Linked DNA regions of Mus musculus: regions 1 and 3 are each linked to region 2. A link is a contact called in public Hi-C data. All regions are on one chromosome and are shown on one strand. Each heading gives the region's core, a stretch centred on a gene start, on an enhancer-like site or on the middle of the called end of the contact. The rest is flanking DNA. Distances are from core to core; before and after follow the strand shown. Region 1 has its middle 3.3 kb from the start of Gm36260. Region 2 has its middle 26 kb from the start of Gm23795. Region 3 has its middle 29 kb from the start of Gm36260.

Evidence for each region. A called contact is a pair of places that touch in the nucleus more often than the background predicts.
Region 1: a contact with region 2 is called in a Hi-C map of uterus, with 7 times the contacts expected there. The contact joins two enhancer-like sites. A contact is called at or near these places in 3 of 484 Hi-C or Micro-C datasets (all in uterus) and 1 of 115 datasets of contacts at active chromatin or transcription factors (embryonic forebrain).
Region 3: a Hi-C map of uterus shows a contact between it and region 2, with 15 times the contacts expected there. The contact joins two enhancer-like sites. A contact is called at or near these places in 1 of 39 promoter capture datasets (hippocampal neurons), 1 of 15 datasets of contacts at CTCF or cohesin (the NIH/3T3 cell line), 50 of 484 Hi-C or Micro-C datasets (the 3T3-L1 cell line, 3T3-L1-derived adipocytes, the C2C12 cell line and 30 more) and 3 of 115 datasets of contacts at active chromatin or transcription factors (PVALB interneurons, astrocytes and embryonic forebrain).

The regions. Positions count from the first base shown.
Region 1 is chr7:71,381,131-71,385,089 of GRCm38.p6, reverse strand. No RefSeq gene overlaps it. Among named protein-coding and RNA genes, the nearest start is that of Gm36260, 3.3 kb to the right of the region's middle. Within about 2 kb of position 1,594, at least 77 of the 459 cell types and tissues checked have an H3K27ac peak or open chromatin away from gene starts, as enhancers often do. A contact at or near this core is called in uterus, where this site is marked.
Region 2 is chr7:68,976,526-68,980,796 of GRCm38.p6, reverse strand. No RefSeq gene overlaps it. Among named protein-coding and RNA genes, the nearest start is that of Gm23795, 26 kb to the right of the region's middle. Within about 2 kb of position 2,031, at least 18 of the 459 cell types and tissues checked have an H3K27ac peak or open chromatin away from gene starts, as enhancers often do. A contact at or near this core is called in uterus, where this site is marked.
Region 3 is chr7:71,407,081-71,411,116 of GRCm38.p6, reverse strand. No RefSeq gene overlaps it. Among named protein-coding and RNA genes, the nearest start is that of Gm36260, 29 kb to the right of the region's middle. Within about 2 kb of position 1,831, at least 11 of the 459 cell types and tissues checked have an H3K27ac peak or open chromatin away from gene starts, as enhancers often do. A contact at or near this core is called in uterus, where this site is marked.

The DNA.
Region 1 (3,959 bases), core at 345-2,844, 2.4 Mb before region 2:
CCCCACGCAGGACCACAGGCAATCGGAGCCAGGCCATGAAGCAATTAAAGTTGCCTCCCTTCTAAACGAAGCCTGTGCCCCAACTGTCACCTACCAGTCCTATTTTATTTTCTTATTGAAAATGTGTTTGAAGAATTCAAATTCATAATTTGTCAGGCAGCAGAGGTTCAGTCCATGCCTCACCCTCTTTTTTGAACAAGTTAGGAAGACAATAAAATGTAAAACTGCCTCTGTCAGTGTGTGTCCTTTGCCAAGGTTCCAAGGTTAGGGAGCAAACAGCTGGGCTGCCATATACCTTACAGCCTTGAAAACCTTGCCTAACCGCATCAAACAACAACAGCAACAACAACAAACAACAACCCCCTCAGCCAGAGATCAGGCTCCAGAGTCTAAATTCACAGTGGTGGAGAGCCTTTTATGTCCAAGACCAGTGTTTACAGAGAGCACCCAGCCAGGCACACAGGAGCAGGCAGACATTCTGAGGTGACACCTTTCCCTAAAGCCTTGGGTGCTCTGTACAGAGATAGAATGAATTGCTTAGCAGTTCTACACTGTGACTGGCAAGGAGAACCAGGAGAGCCAGAGAGCCCCTCTGTGGCTTTCTCTTCTGCTTATTTTTTCTTTTTATAATACCCAGCTAATATTTGCATTAGGGGAAAAGGATGTGGGCGGAAAAAAAGGGGGACTCAATGTGATATGAAGCAAGGTAGATCCACAAAAGCAAAGCCAGGAGTAGCACAAAAAAAAAAAAAAAAAAAAAAGACAAAACAAACAAACAAACAAACAACCCAAGGACCCAGCCTAGCTTTGGTTGGAAGAAGGCCTACATCATAGGTTTCAAAGCATCTTTTCCAGATTCGCAGGCACAGCCCCCTTGATGAAAACTAGTTGCTAAATTCAGGGCCCTGTTAGGCCTCAGCTAATTAGAAAAAATGGGCTTTTAAATTTTTTTTCTTTTCCTTTCTTTCTTTAGCACCTTTTCTTTCAAGCATTTAGTCTCAGGAGGGGGATCCTGGCTCTTGGCTGGCTGTTTTGAAAACACGCCTTTGAATGCCTCTCCCTAATTCACGCCTTTTGTTTTTGAGCCTTTGTGTTTGCCAGTTTGACCATATAACATTATACATCTGGTGTATAGCTTGTTGGGGCTTTTTTCTCCCAGGGTTCCTATGCATTCCCTATAGGACCCTCCTGAGCTTCAATTTGAGCGATCGTGTAACATAAAGGGGCGAAGGAGGGCCTAGGAGGCTGGGGGAGGCCTGGAGGTTGGAGGGGGCAGAGGAGGGGAGGAGGCCCGGGAGGAGACAGAGACAGAAATGAGTGAAACATAAAAAAAAAAAAAAAAAAAAAAAAAAAAGTTGAAAAGAATTCTTTCGCTGTCTTCTTTTCTTCTCACTGTTGCGACTGGACCCTGAGTCAGCCGGCGACAAGGCCTCGGTGGGAAAATGACGGGGCGCAGAATAGATAACTCATTGGAATTCTGGCAACATATTCGTAAATAAAACAAAAGTGCGGAGGCGAGCTGGGGGAGGCCGTGTGTTCCAGGGGAAGCGCAGAACTGTGCCAGCACTAGGAGGACATTACAGAGCCAGCTCCCTGCTTTGCCTCTTGCAGGCAAAAACCAAAGATGCTCAAACGGGAAGGATTGGTGACTGCTCAGTGCTTGTGAGCCAGGCTGCTGGGAGCTGTTTCTTACTGTAGTCTGGAAGCCGCTTGCTTTTGCAGGCACACTTTGCAGCCTGAGGAAAGTTCAAATCGGCTGCGTTGTTTCTTTAGAGTCTGTCTGCTCTGTGCTCACAAAAGGGCCGCTGTCGGACGGACCTAGGAAAATGGGTTTATTATGATTGCTCTTATTCCTAGCTCCAAGATTTAATTTGCATTTAACGTTTCCAACCATCCTGTCTTGTGTACACTTTTGGCAAGACGGCCTGAATACTGGAGATTTTTATGTCTGGAGATATTTATGTCTGTTTTCTGATGTCCAAGGCACCCAGCCTTTTAGCTGATTTTTTTCTATTATCTGAGTATTGATGGCACTCCTCCTGGTGCTAGTCTGTTTCATCTCAATTTCCCCATCTGCAAAATGGACATAGCCTATCACTGGAATCACATTGCTTAGGGCTCACATGTCTTGAACACAATGGGTCTGTTTCATATATACACTACCAGTATATAGCACATCTTTGTACACGACCCATTATAAATGCATGGATATGATGGTCTACCTTACTTAGCTGCAAGTTAGACACTGGCTGCAATAAAACTTAGAATTCATAGGATGTGAGTATGTTTGTAGCCGTTCTTTAAAGCTAATACCAGCAGTTCCCTCCGCCCCCATTTCTTTTCTTTTCTGCAGAGCAATTTGCAATGCAATACAAGGCATGAAAACCAAACAAACTCATATCAGGCAAAGCTTATGAGTTATTTCTGCTTCCCTGAATTCAAGTTACAAAGAGTGGGGGCAGGGAAGAGATATTTGTTTTAAATATAGCAGTGTGTGTGTGTGGGGGGGGGGGGGGTTTCCAACCTCCTCCGAATGTCTTGGAAGATTCTGCTGTTTCATGCACACATTATTACAGATGTGAGGAAACTTGTGGCTATCATTTTAAAAATACCTTCTTAATCTACATAGTGAGAAATCCTACTGAACGCATGCCCTTCTCCACCCATGCCTTTGTAAATCAAGTCCCTTGCTGATCAATCCTTGATAAATTTCTTCAGGTGGGAACCCATACCCTTGGCTGTCCTTAATCAATCCAGCCACCTGGCAGATAAAGGGACTCCAAGAGTTAAACACAATCACATTAGCAAAGGTTTTCGTGGAAATGATCAAATCCGCTTCTCTTTTCCAAAAATGTTTAAGATGCTTTGCTGTCCCGGTCAGACATATAATTTTGCAATAGGCTAAATTGGAAGATTTTGGTTTTCCTCCTCTGACCATTAATCAGAGCAGAAGAAGGTGACCAATGCCCATCGTGGAGATGCATCATCATCCTAAAAAAAAAATCAGCTTATCTCAGGGAATTAGAAGTTAACGTCTCAACAAAAGAGTTATTTATTGTGAGCCCCTCCCTGCCTTGCACACTTGGGTGCTTTGTCTTCCTGTTCGGCTTTGCTTAAACTCCTCACAGAACTTGGAAAATTAAGATCAACCCTAAACAACATCAAAAACAAAACAAAACAAAACAAAACAAAACAAAACAAAACAAAACAAAACACCGTGGAACCAAGTTCAAATTCTTAGATGAATTGTTTAACTTCAAAAATGTAAAACCATCTAGTGAGAATGTCGCCAAGCATCAGCCCACTGAGCAGGAGCCCTGCATTCTGTAAAACAGTAGCTGATGTCCAAACCATACACAAATCAGTAGACATCCCGGTGGTTTCCGGTTTGTATCATGTGTTCCGGTGAGCCTAACATTGTTGGTATTGCTTGGTGATATCGAGGCTACCAAAGCCCCTCACCTCTCCTCCCGGGTTACAAGCCTAGGTTCCGAAGAAAATTATAAAATTATTATCTCTGCTTCTGTGTGAACTGATATTCTTACTGATTCAAGAGGAAAAAAAAAAAAACAACAAAAAAACAAAACAATTGAGGTAAACTTGGTTGCAGGCAGCAGTAGCAAACTAAAAGAGACAAATGGCCGTTACCCACTTAAGAAAATAATGTTGTGCTGATTGACAAACTGCCTTTACATCTCAGCTCCTAATGGCTCTTACAGAAACAGGGGCCTGTCAACAACAAACTTGATTTCTAAGGTCCCCAAGGTAATAATAATCCACTAATTTGACTGGCTCCCAGCTGGCCCTCTCCAGCAGTTTCTCTTTGGTTTTTGCAGCCCAGAAGACTTCTTCTCTTTGAAAAAAAAATGAGGGGGCTGGAGGTGGGCTGAGGGAAGGGTGGGCAGTAAAGTTAGGAAGTAGTGTGCAGGGAAAACACATGAAAATATAATGTGAAAGTT
Region 2 (4,271 bases), core at 782-3,281:
TGTATCCTTTGAACTGGCAACTCCCTGCATCACAGAATACAGCAGTTGTCCTCCAACAAAAGACAGCATCAAACCGACTCCAAAAAAGCCCAAGACACCCAAGAATATTAAAAGCAGATGTGATATTCAGAGCCTCTGGACCATGTGAGGTGCCTTTTAAGTTCTGTTAAATCAAGGGTTTATAAAATTACAGAAACAAACATTTTTTTTTTCTTTTGCAGAAGGTGTTTCTTAGAATCTTCATTCCTGGGATTTTCAGCCTCAGCCTCTCAAGCGGTGGAGAAACGAGTGGGAAGAGGACTCAGCTACCCAGGTCAAATCCAGATAGACTTGCCCCTCAGAGCCTGTCTTCATTCTGTGTCTTGTGTTCATAATCCAAAGCCCAAATGATTCAAATACTGAGATAGAGCCAGGAAAGGTCAAAATGCTGCCAGAAGGTCCAGGTGAAGTTTCTACGAGTTAGTGTAAAAATGGGAAATTAAAATTCAAAGGATTCAAATAAAGTGGGAGAGCCGCCTCGGGTCTCATGCGGGGAGGTGGGTTTGCCCGTTCCATTTCTTGGCCTCAGCGTCAGAGGCACACATTAATTAAATTACCAGCCTCCAGTCTGAAGTAGATCGTCTGCAGCTCAGAAATCCTGGGGTCCTTTCTGCACGTGATGGCCACAAACACCATATCTGACATCTTTCTAGTTCCCCGAGCACAGCTGCTGTGCTAGTCCATTACAGACATCCAAATGTAATCTACCATAGGACTTTTGCGTAGTAGACTCATAGTTCATTTCAGATGTTTGCACGGGGAATTTTTATACGTGGACTTAAAAATATTCTAAGAGCATAAATTGTGAAAGGCCTAGGTCAGGAACCCAAGTCATAAAGGGCCCCTGGGCAGTCACTTCCCAGCAGTCGGCCATCATGGCCAAGGGGGCAGCTGATCTCCGTTTCTGAGAGCTCCATTATGGGTATTTACAAAATAAACAATGCAAGCAAGTTCATGATTGTCATCCTTAATAATATGCATTACAGCAAGCCTTTAAATAAATATACAAGCCATAGATGTTCACCAGGCCTATTGCACCTTTACTTCTACACAGATCCAAGGCATTGTCTTTGTTGTGTTAGGGGAAAAAAAAAAAAACCTGACTCTTCATAGAACAGAAACAATAACAAAAAGCAATCATTATTTTAAATAACTCACCAATGTTCAGAAGCTCTGCTCGGGTTTCCAAGCAGGAAAGTCAGCAAGTTCACAGCTGGGGTGAGAACTTGGTCTCATTAGTCTCAGGTTTTCGAGGCACATTCGCAAAGCAGGAATACAAAATGTTCTCTCTCGGTGCTTCAGTAATTAACTGTCTTTGAGAAGGAAAGACAAACAAATAAATAAATAATATGATCGTTCAGAGTTCAAACCGATCGGGTTGCACAGTCTAAAATGCATCTGCGTAACACTCCCTTCAGACTTTATTTTGTAAGCACCCACACTCACAAAACAAAACAAAACAAAATTGAAAGCTCACTAATCTTTCACAGCAACATGTGTCAAAAAATGTGAGCAACTTTGAAGGATTTTAACTGGATAGGTCCAGACATCTGGGTGCTACTGGCCCAAGGTCTCACTGAGAATGTCTTCTGGAACCGTCTCCATTTTTTAAATCATTATTTTTTAGATATTTTATGTAATTGCTTATTTTTCATATGTTCTCTCTCTATTATTGTAGCCTATTCTCATCAGGTAATAACTAATTAAAAATAGGAAGCAAGTAAAAGCATTATTCAAACTGGTAGAAATTTACATTCTATAAAACTTAAAGTTTGTCAGGAAAGAACTTCAACTCTTGATTTTTGTTTTGTTTTGCTTAAACTGCATACACAGCAGTGAGAAATGTGCAGTGTCATTTTATATTTACGTGCAGTGGGAACCCATGGATGCGTAGAAAACATCATTCTTTGCTAACAGAGAGTAAGTAAAAGGCTTCCTAGGGAAACCGCATGAACAGGGATTAGCCGTGATTATTTGGCTAGCCAAAATCCCAAGTGCTTGAAGGATCCTGAGCACCAGTGTGTTACTTTCACTTTGCACCAAGTCTTTTGTTAAGAGTCATAGCAGGGATTTTCAGGGAGATATTTGCTAACTTTTTTTTTTTTTTTAACTTTTGTCAGAAGGAAGGCTAAGACATAGACAGCAAATGAGACTCAGAAAGTGCAGAGTATTCCAAGACACCACACAGCTTCTAGCTTCCCTTAGAGAGAGAGAGAGAGAGAGAGAGAGAGAGAGAGAGAGAGAGTCTCTATCTGACTAGGACTCTGTCAGAGGTCTCTCCATACTTTGAAATTCGCTCTTTCACAATTCTAAAGAGCTCCAAAATGTTAGCAAATTAAACAATTTGTCTCCCTGGAAGCCTAGGCACATTTCAGAGCTTAGACTAGAAAAGAGGTAAAGGGAGCCTGGTTGAGTTCTTTTGACTTAACTGCTCGCTTGCTCTCTGCATGCAACTTTTAGGTAGAGAGGGGCCTAAATGTGCATGCTAGAAGCTGGAGTCACACCCCTGCCAGAGGCTTAGGGGAGAGAGGTGAGGGGTGCTGTCCTTGCCCATTGTTCTGACTCCCAATGGCACGACTGTCTTAGGATGCTTTTGAACAGCAAAAAGAGAGGACAGCAGCCCACACTATTCTTCTCCTGTTCCCAAATTCAATATTAACAGGCTGTATTTTCCACGTGTTTTGACATATACAGGTCTCTAAAGAACATTTATTTAAGTTTTGCATTGCTAAAACTGCAGGTCTCTCTCTCTGGCCAAGCTCAGGGACCCGAAGGAGGGGCAACTGGACTCACTGACATCTCCCAGTGTGAGATGTCACTCCTAAAGGAATCTAAGTGAAAAAAAAAAATGGAAGAAAGGAAGAAGGAAAAAGAAAGACAATAAAGAAGCAGGTTCGACTCAGCACATTTACAGAGAGTGTGGACTTTGGTTTGAATTCACAACATCTACGGGCAAATCCTGGATGGCATAAGGAAGAAAGCATTTTTCAACCAATGCTTTCATAGAAGTATTTCCTGCTCAATTCAATAATATACTTTTTAAGTTTTACACAAATTAACATTCATTCAAATTTGGAATTATTTAAAAACACACCAGACCCTTCATTTGCTTATACATACACACACACACACACACACACAAACACACACACACAAAGGCACACACATAGGCATACACACACACACACACACTGGTACACACACACACACACATACACACACATACACTGTACACCCTACTGCAAATTTTTAGAATTGGGACAAAATAAAAGTCTTTGATAATCACTTTGTCTATTTAATTAGGAAGAATTATTTCCTGTTTTTCAATTCAGCAATTTCTCTCTGAACAATAGATTAGGACCCACCTTCAAATAATAATTACAAGGAAAAAAAATCTAGCATTTTTTAGCAGTGAAAGCCCAGAAGCTTCTGCCAAAATCTGCGGTATCTTACTGCCATCTACTGGCTTAGGCTGTACCGTTATGATTTAAAGGTACAGGGTTGCATTGCCAGAACTAAAACATTTGGAACCAAACACACTCTGGAGGATCTGCTCAAGGACATCGTTATTTTGTGTGTGGTCCTAAGTGTTTAAAAATATTTTTTAAATGTTACAGGAATTTCTGGGTCTGGCTTAGGCCTGAGTAGCTGAAAAGATAATGTCACTCCAGTCTCTCAAACTTCAGAACTCCAAAGGCAATAGCCATCGTTCCTGTCTCTCATATGCTATGCAATCCAACACTTACACATATGCACACACACACACACACACACACACACACACACACACTCTCAAACACACACACACTCACACATACACAGACACACAGACACCCAGACACATGCGCATGCACCCCACATGGTCATTCTATAAACAATACCGCCAGCCTTCGTTCCATGACCTGCTCACTTTCACTTGCTTTCATGGTGGCTGTCACATTAAATATCAAATGAGACAGAGAACAGTTTTCAGGATGAACTGCTCATGTCCCGTACCTGCCTGAATCACTTCTACTGGCACAACCAACAGTTGGGTAAATTGGCAGCCAGAAACACCACACACTCATTTGCCCTCAAGCAGTTTCTCCATCGTTCCTCTCTGATTTTGCAGGTGTTCTTTTTTTGGTTGGTTTTTGGTTTTTCTTTATAACAATTCTTTTGAGCCCTTAGCGCCAGCCAGCATAAACATTATTTGTCTCAGAATGCTACTTTCTTTTCCAATTCCTTAATGA
Region 3 (4,036 bases), core at 582-3,081, 2.4 Mb before region 2:
GAGTAGCTGATACCACCTTTCTACGGGGGTTAGTGTCCCTTCTAAGTAAATCAAACACAGGAACTAACTTAGGAGCATTTTCCTTCAACCTTTCTGTTATTATACATTCTCATAATTTTCAAATTGACTTCTGAATAAACCACAGAGGGGGGAAAATCATGATTCTCAGGTGATCTTACGTATTTAATCTGTCGATTGTTGTTGTATGTTGTTTTTTAAGAGGACCAGGCTGAAAGAGCTGAAATCATTTCGGGCAAAGTTTTATTTTTGGTATTCCACTACTTTATCACAGTTGTTCATCCTGGAAATGGAAGTGAAAAGAATCCCATTAAAAATACATAATAGTATGGGCCAGGCATAGTAGCACATAGAATCCCCAAACTTAAGAGACAGAGGCAGTGTTGAAACAAACTCAAGAGCTAACATTGTGATCTGATGTTATCACAGGGATCTATGTCTCAGTATGGGGGTAATCTGGGTATTTTTGGACCAGGAGACTGAAGGACAGACAGCACTTTACCTGGCTGATTTTCTTGCTACTCTTCTAGTTGTGTTTGCGCAGATACCACAATGCTATATTCTGAATTCTGGCACAAATCCATGAGAGGTAAAGCTTACATGGGTATTAAGTGCTTAGTCACCAGATTGAAGAAACTGAGTCACATTTTATACCTAGTAGAGCAGTAGAGGGCTGTCTGCCCCTGCCCCTGCCCCTGCCCCTGCCCCTTTCTGCTTTTGCCTTTTTCCCTTGCCCTTCCATTCCTTTCCAATCCCTCGCTTCCTGAGTTGCTCCAACTTAAGGACCTGTATGTGATAAACAAACTGTACTGCAGAGCCATGGGTCAGACCCCAGAGTAGAGACTTAGCATCGCAGGCAAAAGGAGACACCGATTTCAACAAGATGTCAAAATTGTGCCCATACCTGACCCGGATTTCTTAACACTCCTCATTGAGAAGTGGCCCTCTGCCTAGACCCATCTGCAGGTCCTTGGCGAGCGGGACAGGCTGTCCCAAGCCTCCCATTTAGTGTGAACTGCTTGCAAAGGAGTTCAGAGTTTTTCAGAGTTTTGTGACAACTTCTGCCCTGCAGATAACGCACTTGAATGGTTTCCTTCCTCCCCACATCTCCCGCTCAGCACTGAAGAGAAGGATCTACCTTCCGAGGCATGAAACGAAGTGATTTACTTGTTGCTCCAGAACCACTTCAAAGGTTCCTAGATATTGAATCAAATCTAAGCAATTTGTTTTCCCACCCTGGATTTCTGAGCCAAGCTAGCTGTTTCTTTCTGCAGCCCAGGTCATTCCATTAGAGATCAGTATATATCTTGTTCCATGCCGTTTAATCGCTCTGAACTTCCAGAATGTTCTGCATGTTTTCCCCCAACTTTAATTTACATTACATGCTCTCTATGGGGATGCTAAGTGGCCACCAGAACTTCTAATTTGGTAGAATTTTATCTTAAATAAAATGGAAGAACGCAGGCATCAAGACTAAAGGGGATTCCCATCCTATGGTGAGAACTCTGCTGATCCCCCTGTAGAGTAAGAAACACAGCTCAGACCAGAGGGTCAGGACATACCCAAGCTGACTCAGATGAGTGTCTAACAGACATCTTTAAAGGCAAATGCTCTATAAGCAATTTTCTCCCGATGTTTTAAAGGCATGAACGCTACAGTCTGCAAACTCCCTCCTCACACAAGCCCACTTTCTGCTTTGTTTGGTGTTTCCTCATTTTATAACCAGAATCAAAGAAGAAAAAGTTCTTCTTCCTCTTGTCAAACATTAATACACAAACTGAATAATTAACATGAGTTATCACGGCTCTTGATGTGAGCTATGTAGCCACATTCACAAATAGCAAAGTAATTGGCAAGATGAAAACAACTCAGACGTGTAGGAGTGAAGCCCTGCCAGCATCAGCGAGAGAAAATAAAATATCTTTCATTCTTTCTCTGGGCATTTTTGAGGAGCGGGGGTGGGGATAGGGGGTGGGGATAGGGGGTGGGAATAGGGGTGGGGATAGGGGTGGGGATAGGGGTTCCTGGAATACTGGAGTGGAGTAAAGGGTGAGCCGTTTGAATCAGATGCGTAACTGTCTTTAATTTGTGTCCCTTTTAGCCTTCTTAAGAATGCATCCAAACATTTAGAGGGCTTCATCTCAATTATCTCAATGTTCCCAAACTGAAAACGAAAGGGTCTATCTAATCACAGGTGAGGATAAAAACAAAAAACAAAAAACAAAAAACAAAAAACAAAAAACAAAAAAACAAAAAACAAAACGAAAAAGAAAACCAAAACCTCAAGGGCTGAGGATGTGGCTCAGCAGCAAGAGCGCTTGCTGTGCACGAGTGAGGACCTGAATTCTGAGCCCAAGCCTGGACATGGGAAACCAAGGGTAGTAGTTGGTGTCTCTAATGCCAGAGCTGGAAGCCAGGGTCAGGCAGATCCTTGGGGCAGGGCTGGATGGCCAACCAGCGTAGCTAAGTCTGTGGGCACCAGGTTCACAGAGAGAGAAACATGGTCTCTAAATTAATGTGAAGTATGAGCAGGAGAAATACCCCAGGACCGCCTCTGGTTTTCATGGGCACATGCGTGGGTCAATGCACCAGCACGCACACAGACACAATCGTGGGAGCACGGGCACACTTGAGAGAGGCAGAGGGACAGCAACAAAAAGAAACAGAGACAATGAAAGACAGAGATGCGCAGAGAAACGGAGATAGACAGAGAAACAGGCAGAGAGGCAGATAGACTGAGAGACAGAGACAGATTCCGAGAAAGCATAGCTTTCTGTGGCTTCTATATACTTGATTCCCAATTTGTCTGTAAGGCAACATCATGGTTTTTTTGTTTGTTTGCTTGTTTTTTTTTATTATAAATAAAATTTTAAGAAAACAAGAAAAGGAAGCATCTTTAGGAAGAGCCCAAACATCCATTCCCAAGACATCAGAGCACCCGACTTTCCTGGCCCTGAAAGAATCTCCAATGTCCATCTTATTCTGGAATCTTCCCTAGAGAACACAACAGGAAACTACTGTGACTTGCTGAACTACTGTGGACTTGTAGTGATTTGTAAAACAACTTAAAATGAAATGTTCTGGAATCCAGACAGAAAGTTCTGCAACTTTTAATAAATACTTTAAAGGCGCTGTCCCCTAACTTGCTTCTCAGTCTTTGTTTCGGAAGTTTTGTGTTATTTGAGTTAGCATTACTTAGTACACCTGCGCGTGTGTGTGTGTGTGTGTGTGTGTGTCTGTGTCTGTGTGTGTGTGTGTGTGTGTCTGTGTGTGTGTGTCTGTGTGTGTGTGTGTCTGTGTGTGTCTGTGTGTGTGTGTGTGTCTGTGTCTGTGTGTCTGTGTGTCTGTGTGTGTGTCTGTGTGTGTGTCTGTGTGTGTGTGTGTGTCTGTGTGTGTGCATGTGTCTGTGTGTGTATGTGTGTCTGTGTATGTCTGCGTACATGTTCATGTATGCGTGTTCACTCACATGGAGGCTGATGGCAGGTGTCTTTCTCTATGGCTTCCATCTTTTTGAGAGAGTATCTTTCACGGAATCTGGAGCCCAGCGATTTGACTAGAGCTGCTGGCCAGCCAACCTCAGAAACCCACCTGTCTCTGCTTTGCCAGCACCAGGGTGACCAGTGAGTACAGCTGAGCCTAGTTCTCTGATCTAATCACTGGGTCCCAAACTCAGGTCCTCGAGATTGGATGACAAGCAGTATAGAAACTGACTCATCTGCCCAGTGTTCCTTAGCTGTGTGCTTTTAGACAAACGAACCCTGAAAGTAGATCGATCACCTCACAACATTCCCACCTCAGAACTCTCGAAACTTGAAGCTAGATACTCTTCATTGGCCGGAGCCATGGAGTCCATCATCATCGGCCTTATTTGACTTGATACTGCAATGCCCTCCTTATTCCCAGTCTGTGATAGTAGACGTTTTCAGATCGTAGAAGATGCCTCTGAGGGCAAAGTAACCTCTCATTGAGAACCACCCCTGTGGCTCATTTACTTGAAATAAGGATTCGAACCTTACCT